2 separate regions of the Sus scrofa genome follow, and region 1 is linked to region 2. Evidence: chromatin contacts called from public Hi-C data. All regions are on one chromosome and are shown on one strand. The core of a region is the stretch at or near the end of the contact, and the rest is flanking DNA. Distances in the headings are between cores, read along the strand shown. Region 1 overlaps LOC102158243 (a long non-coding RNA gene). Region 2 overlaps LOC102158243 (a long non-coding RNA gene).

What was found. Hi-C and Micro-C count contacts between places; a contact is called where the count stands out from the background.
Region 1: a Hi-C map of embryonic fibroblasts shows a contact between it and region 2, with 2.5 times the contacts expected there. The contact joins two enhancer-like sites. A contact is called at or near these places in 2 of 47 Hi-C or Micro-C datasets (embryonic fibroblasts and fibroblasts).

What each region holds. Positions count from the first base shown.
Region 1 is chr2:129,231,807-129,234,824 of Sscrofa11.1, forward strand. All of the region lies in intron 3 of LOC102158243 (a long non-coding RNA gene), which reads right to left. Among named protein-coding and RNA genes, the nearest start is that of GRAMD2B, 320 kb to the right of the region's middle. Within about 2 kb of position 1,450, at least 4 of the 83 cell types and tissues checked have an H3K27ac peak or open chromatin away from gene starts, as enhancers often do. A contact at or near this core is called in embryonic fibroblasts, where this site is marked.
Region 2 is chr2:128,344,517-128,347,346 of Sscrofa11.1, forward strand. The region is part of intron 10 of LOC102158243 (a long non-coding RNA gene); the gene reads right to left. Among named protein-coding and RNA genes, the nearest start is that of ZNF608, 190 kb to the left of the region's middle. Within about 2 kb of position 1,310, at least 6 of the 83 cell types and tissues checked have an H3K27ac peak or open chromatin away from gene starts, as enhancers often do. A contact at or near this core is called in embryonic fibroblasts, where this site is marked.

The DNA.
Region 1 (3,018 bases), core at 200-2,699, 890 kb after region 2:
AGGATTTTTTTATTTCAAGAGTAAAGACATCAAATAAGACTCTACTCTCTCCTTTGATAAACCTATGCTTGTTTCCGGTTTTACTAGCTCAAAAGACAATTTCACATACACCTAATACATTATAGAAATCTGCTTATTATAAGAAACGTCATTTTAAAACCTTTACTATTATCACTATGGCATAAAAACAGAAGTTTCCCCCCATTCTACAATGTTTAAACTAGTTAGGATGCTAAATATCTTTACCTATATTTATTCATCTACTGTAAGTTTTTCACTTCTCAAATAGAGATATCATTTAACTTTTGGTAAGAAAATAACTTTCACAATAAGATTGGCTAGAGTCTGCAACAAGTTTTCCATAGAAGGGAAGAAGGCTCTGAGGCGATTAAAATAAAACCATACAAAACAGTGGAAAATGTACTACAGAGTGGGGGAAAATGCTGCCCTCATCCCTGGAGGCTGCAGCCCAGAGCTGAATAGGCCTTTTCAATCTCCAGCCATTATAATTCTAGGTGACTATTCCAAGAAGACATGAAAGGCGTGGTTTTTCTACCCATGTTGAGTTCCTATAAGCCCCTTGAGGAAGGCAGGGTTTTGCAGAAAAGTGTGAGTTCTCTACTACTGAAGTGACCTTGTTCAATCTCCTTATAAATCAGGCAATCTAATAATAGTTGCATTTTCTAACATTAACAAAGCTGCAAAGTTGCACAAGTTAGAGAAATGTTCCTTTGCTTCGAAGGCAACACCCTTTGATGTCCTGTCCCTCTTTTCTCAATGTGCCCCCTTTTCATATTCTCTATTTGCTCTTTAATATTTGATTTTGCATTTGATTCCAGTCATCCTGATACAAAGCTGCAGTGTGAAGTTGAAAATTCAAAAGGGAGAGAGGATATAGCTGCCACCCCATCCATGAGTGAGTCCACTGAACTGTAAATCTACCCTGCATTTAATTACTCAACCAGACGGTGCAAGGATAAGGTCTCAAGAGTGTTGTACTATCATGAGTGACTGAGTCCGCTTGCAGTAGTAATAAGCTTGGCCGCAGCAAAGTTAAAAGGTTAAAAGTATACAGAGAACTTCAAGGCAAGCATTGTTCTTAAATAGCTGCAAAACCAAAAGAAAAACAGAAACTCCTTTTGAATGAAGGCCTTAATTTCCAAACATTAAGTTGAAGTAGGAGAGCTCTGTGGAAAAACTGTGTTTCCTCAAGCAAATTTACAAGTATTTGGGTCAGTAATGGGGATGGAAAGCCACCCTCCCCAAACCAACTTCTACCACATCCACAGTAGTGTTTATATAATGAATAGCAAAGATGATTGCACTTGTGAGATGAATCAGCAATTCCCAATTAAAGCAGCAAAATAAGACTGTTTTCTTTCTGAATCACTGTGGAAGGCAAATGGAAAAGTGACAAATAGACTTTGTTCTCCATCGGTGATGGGAAGGGAATTCATGTTGGGAGCCAAATTTCCAAAGTGAGGCATACTGGGGCTTGCCAGCAAAACTGTTCACACCCCCACAGAGACCACAAAACCCTGCAGCTGTAATTTCAGAAACACACATGTGTATAAATCAAGTAATTGCACACCTAACTATCCACTTGAGCCCATGTGCCTGGGTTTTTTGCAGGTGCCCGGGGCACTTGTGCTATTTGGCTTTGAAAACAAGGTTTAGTTTAATTGACAGGATATTATCAAATTCAAGCTGACTTTATGGACAAATCTCAAAATATGAGGGTGGCATACAGAATCAAGCAGCACATATGAATGTTCCATATGCGCGTTCGGCAAGGTCCCTGCAGCTGACTGAATTCTAAACAACAGAAAGGGACAAAATTAAAATGTCAAATTAGTTCTCATCCGTGAAAGTATGTTTCCAGGGCATTCAATGAAGCAACACTGTTTTGGAACATTCTTACCATGTACCGAAAGAGACAGAGTAAAGAGAGAGAGCACACTAGCCAAGTATTATTTTGCTTTATACAATGAGGTTTTAAAAAGGGATGAGGGGGCTACTTTGGCTCTACTGCCCAGAAGAGCAAGCTGATCCGTGTTTCCATGTTCAAGTTGGCAGAAGCCCCAGCAGACAACCATGGAACAGGCTGCTGGCTGCCCAGGAAAGGGGCACTCACCATAACAGGGAATCTGTTTGCAGACTAAGACTGTGCCCTATTTTTTCCAAGAGAAATTTAGGTTTGGGGCACTTCAGAACAGGTGTAGCTTCTACTAGTGCTCTGCAAATGTTTTACATATGCTAGTAAAAGAAAATTAACGTGGTACCCGTTCTTCTAAAAATTCTGCCACAATTTAACGCGATACATTTCTACACTTTTCACCTTGAGAGAAAGAAAAACATGGCATTTACTTCACAAAGACATTTAAACCATCAACCTCTCATCTCCCCCCATTTTCCAAGAAGTTTATAGATTTGTTTTAAAGTACATATATATGTGTGTGTGTGTATATATATATACATACACATGCGGGTATGCAACACCACACACACACACACACACACAGACACACACACACACATTGTAAACCAACCAATTCCTAATAGGATGATGCCAAAACTCACTAGCAAATAATAAGATACTATGAACAGTTTCTCTCACCATTGTTTATTCCATTTCTAAAGCACCTACTGTTAATACGTCTACGCACAACAGGGAATTAACAGAGGTTCTAAATGGAGCAAAAGAAATTCTACCTCAGCAGTCTTTGCATCTGGTTCGTATTTTTCTACTTAAAATACAGCAGTGGAATCAAAGGTCCCTTGCGAGTATAAAAGGTGATATTATAACTACAGGTAAAATCAGTTCTGTGATAAAATGTCCCATAAGGATTATCTTTCTTAAGACAAAGTCAGTAGTTGACCAGAGGAAGGAAAAGAGAGCTCTATGTAAGATTTTGTCCTAAAAATGTGTGCCAAGTTCCACTGGTCCATTTGGGAAAAATTTCCAGTAAGTCTTGTTTTCACACAGTGATTACCAAAGAAACCCCTTAGGTTTGCATT
Region 2 (2,830 bases), core at 60-2,559:
GCCTAAAATTGCTTTCTAGCCACGATAAAAGCACCCTCTCACTCCCTGCCCAACTTCAGGATCCATCCTCAACCCCTTCTCTCTTCACAGACACTCTGGCCGCCTGTGTGCCCTACATTCCCCTGAGCCCGGGGGATGCATTACGGGCTATGTTGAACATATGCATCCATAGATCCCAGCAACATCTTTCAAGGTCAGAGTTTGAATTTCTGCCCCCTGCGGCCTTGCAGACTGCTTCTCAAAACTTGCTGAGTTAAACGGAGTCTAACACTCAGACGAAGGAATTGTTTGTGGCGCTAGGAAGAGAAAGGGAAATACTTGAGGGTTTAATTTAAAGTAATTACAGCCCTGGACTACTGCCAGTGGAAATTTTTCAGAAATCCCATCTTTTGTGAGAAAGTAAACTCTGAAAGAGTTGCAGGAGGAAAACCAGTTTTTGGGAAAAAAAAAAAAACCAAAAACCAAAAAACCCAAAAAACTAAAACTTAAGACCCGAGTAATTGTTTAAAGGATTTTTTTTCCCCCATGGGTAAAATCTTGGTATTTTCCAAAACTTTCCTAAAACATAATGTGGAAGAGTAATAAGACATAAAGAAATGCAATAAAATTGAAAATTAAGGCTTTGTCTTAGAGAAGTCATAGTCGTTTATGTAGCCATCGTCGCGGGCCTCGGACTTGAAAATCATAGCAATGCAGCATATTCCTGAAAGAAAGGAAACGTGGCCTGTACCTCCTCTCTGCTCTCTTTCTATTGACTTCAGGAATCTGCAGGCAGTTCTTTCGCTCCTTTCCTGTTTGACCATTTCTGTTCCCCTCTAACCTTAAAAGAACCTAATTACATGAATTAGGTTCACTAAGCAATTGAAACTCCTGAATGCATACCATGCCTTGTCTAACCTGTTGATTCTTTTCCTAAAGAAAACTAGTTCTCTACTCTCAATCACCTCCCTAAGCAATCCTGCAGGCAGATGACTCAGGCAACAGTCAGCCAGTCTGCATGCAAAAGAGACGGCAGAACCCAACCTCCTGCCTCCACGATTCACTGAGATTCTTCCCCCTCCATTTTTCACTTTAAAAACTGTCCTGGCTAAGCAGAATCTTCAGAGTTGATCTCTGGACATGAGTCCACCATCCCTCCAGACTGCCAGCTTTTGGATTAAAGCACACTTCCTTCCTATTAACACTTGCCTCTCGAATCACTGGCTTGTGAGTGGTGATCGGCTAAACCTGGGTTCAGTTACAGATTCAGGTGATCGGATAGAAAAGCTGAACAAGCTTCTCTTGAATATCCAAATGCTCATGTTTTCTGAATCAGCAGGGGAGGAGTAAAACAGTGTTGGAAAGTGTAGAATTACTAATGTGTTGGTCAAAGGGATGAGGGGAAGCTTAAATTTAGAAACTATTTGTTAAAAAAAAAAAAAGGAAAACTTCTTTTGCCTGCCTAGAGTATAAAGTTACCCGAAGGCAAAAGAATTTCTGATGCCTTTTCCTAAATACATTATTAGAAAGAATTTTAATGTTTAGAGGCCAAAAAGGCAGATACCATAGGTTCAGTTGACAAGGTGAGTTGATTACTGTTGATACTATTGTTTTTAATGCCTTTAGGCAGGTTCTGCAGTTCCCAGCTGACTGCTCCCCATCGTCTTATTTTTAATCGTCTTATTTTTAATCGTTTTCATATGTTTATCCTCATTAGCCTCTAAGTTAGCAATTTCAGAATAAGACTGTTGTTGTTAGATAATAATAATAAAAGCTATCTTTTTAATGAATGCCTCCAATATGTCAGGCACTTAACATTCACCATTAACCTTTACAGCAGTCCCAAAAGATAGATATTATTATTCCACTGTAAGACTAGGAGCCTCCTAAGTGGTAAAGCTGAAATCTGAACTCAGGGAAGTCAAGCTCCTACATACCTCTTTCCATTCCGCCTCAACTTTGTTCTGCTTCAGAACTAATGTTATGCACCCAATTTGTTGAGTACATGTCACTTCAGATAATACACAGGAAAAGTGACATCTATACTCTGTTAAATTCCCATATGAAAAGCTGCAAGAACCTTAGACCTCAACCAAAATTCTTAAGAAAGAATAATGCATTTGTTCTGCCTAAGATCGGACTAGAAAGAACAGATTTTTCTCTTTTTCCTTTTGGTAATATGGCCCCAGGGCCCAAAGTGGTCAACCGTTGTCATCATTCATTTGGCAGTCCTGTCAAAGATTGCTCAGTCATTTAGTTTAACAAAATATTTTTTAACAGTCAGGGTACATATTTGATTTGGATCCAGGGACAAATGGCTCTCCAAAGGCTTCCTGGCAGGTTGATGACGTGATGCATCAACTGGATGTATCAGGACTTAATAGTACTGAACCATGAAGTACATTTTAAAAGCCCACATACAGTTTCAAATTTCATAGTATATAATAAATTTCATTGCCTTCGACTCAATGATATTTAGAATATGTGATATATCAGTCTTTCTGCTCTGAGATTTAGTAATAGTCCAAGGTTGTTGTCTTCTTTTCAAATGTAAAGTGCTTACCTTGAAATATAGGTCATTTATCTTGGGCTTGGTTTGAAATGGCATATATTCAATCATGGTGTAATGTATAATAGCTTATAATTTAACCAAGGAAGAAATTACAGTCACACATCATTTATCTGGAATCACTAAGAATGGAGATATTACACATAAAGACAATCTCCTAAATACCTTAAAAGTATTTTCAAAATCCCAAAATCCCTGCCTATTTTTATCCTTCAGACTTGATTTAAACACGGTCATCATCACAATTTGACTTCTTGATAACTTTAAGTTTTTTGTATTATT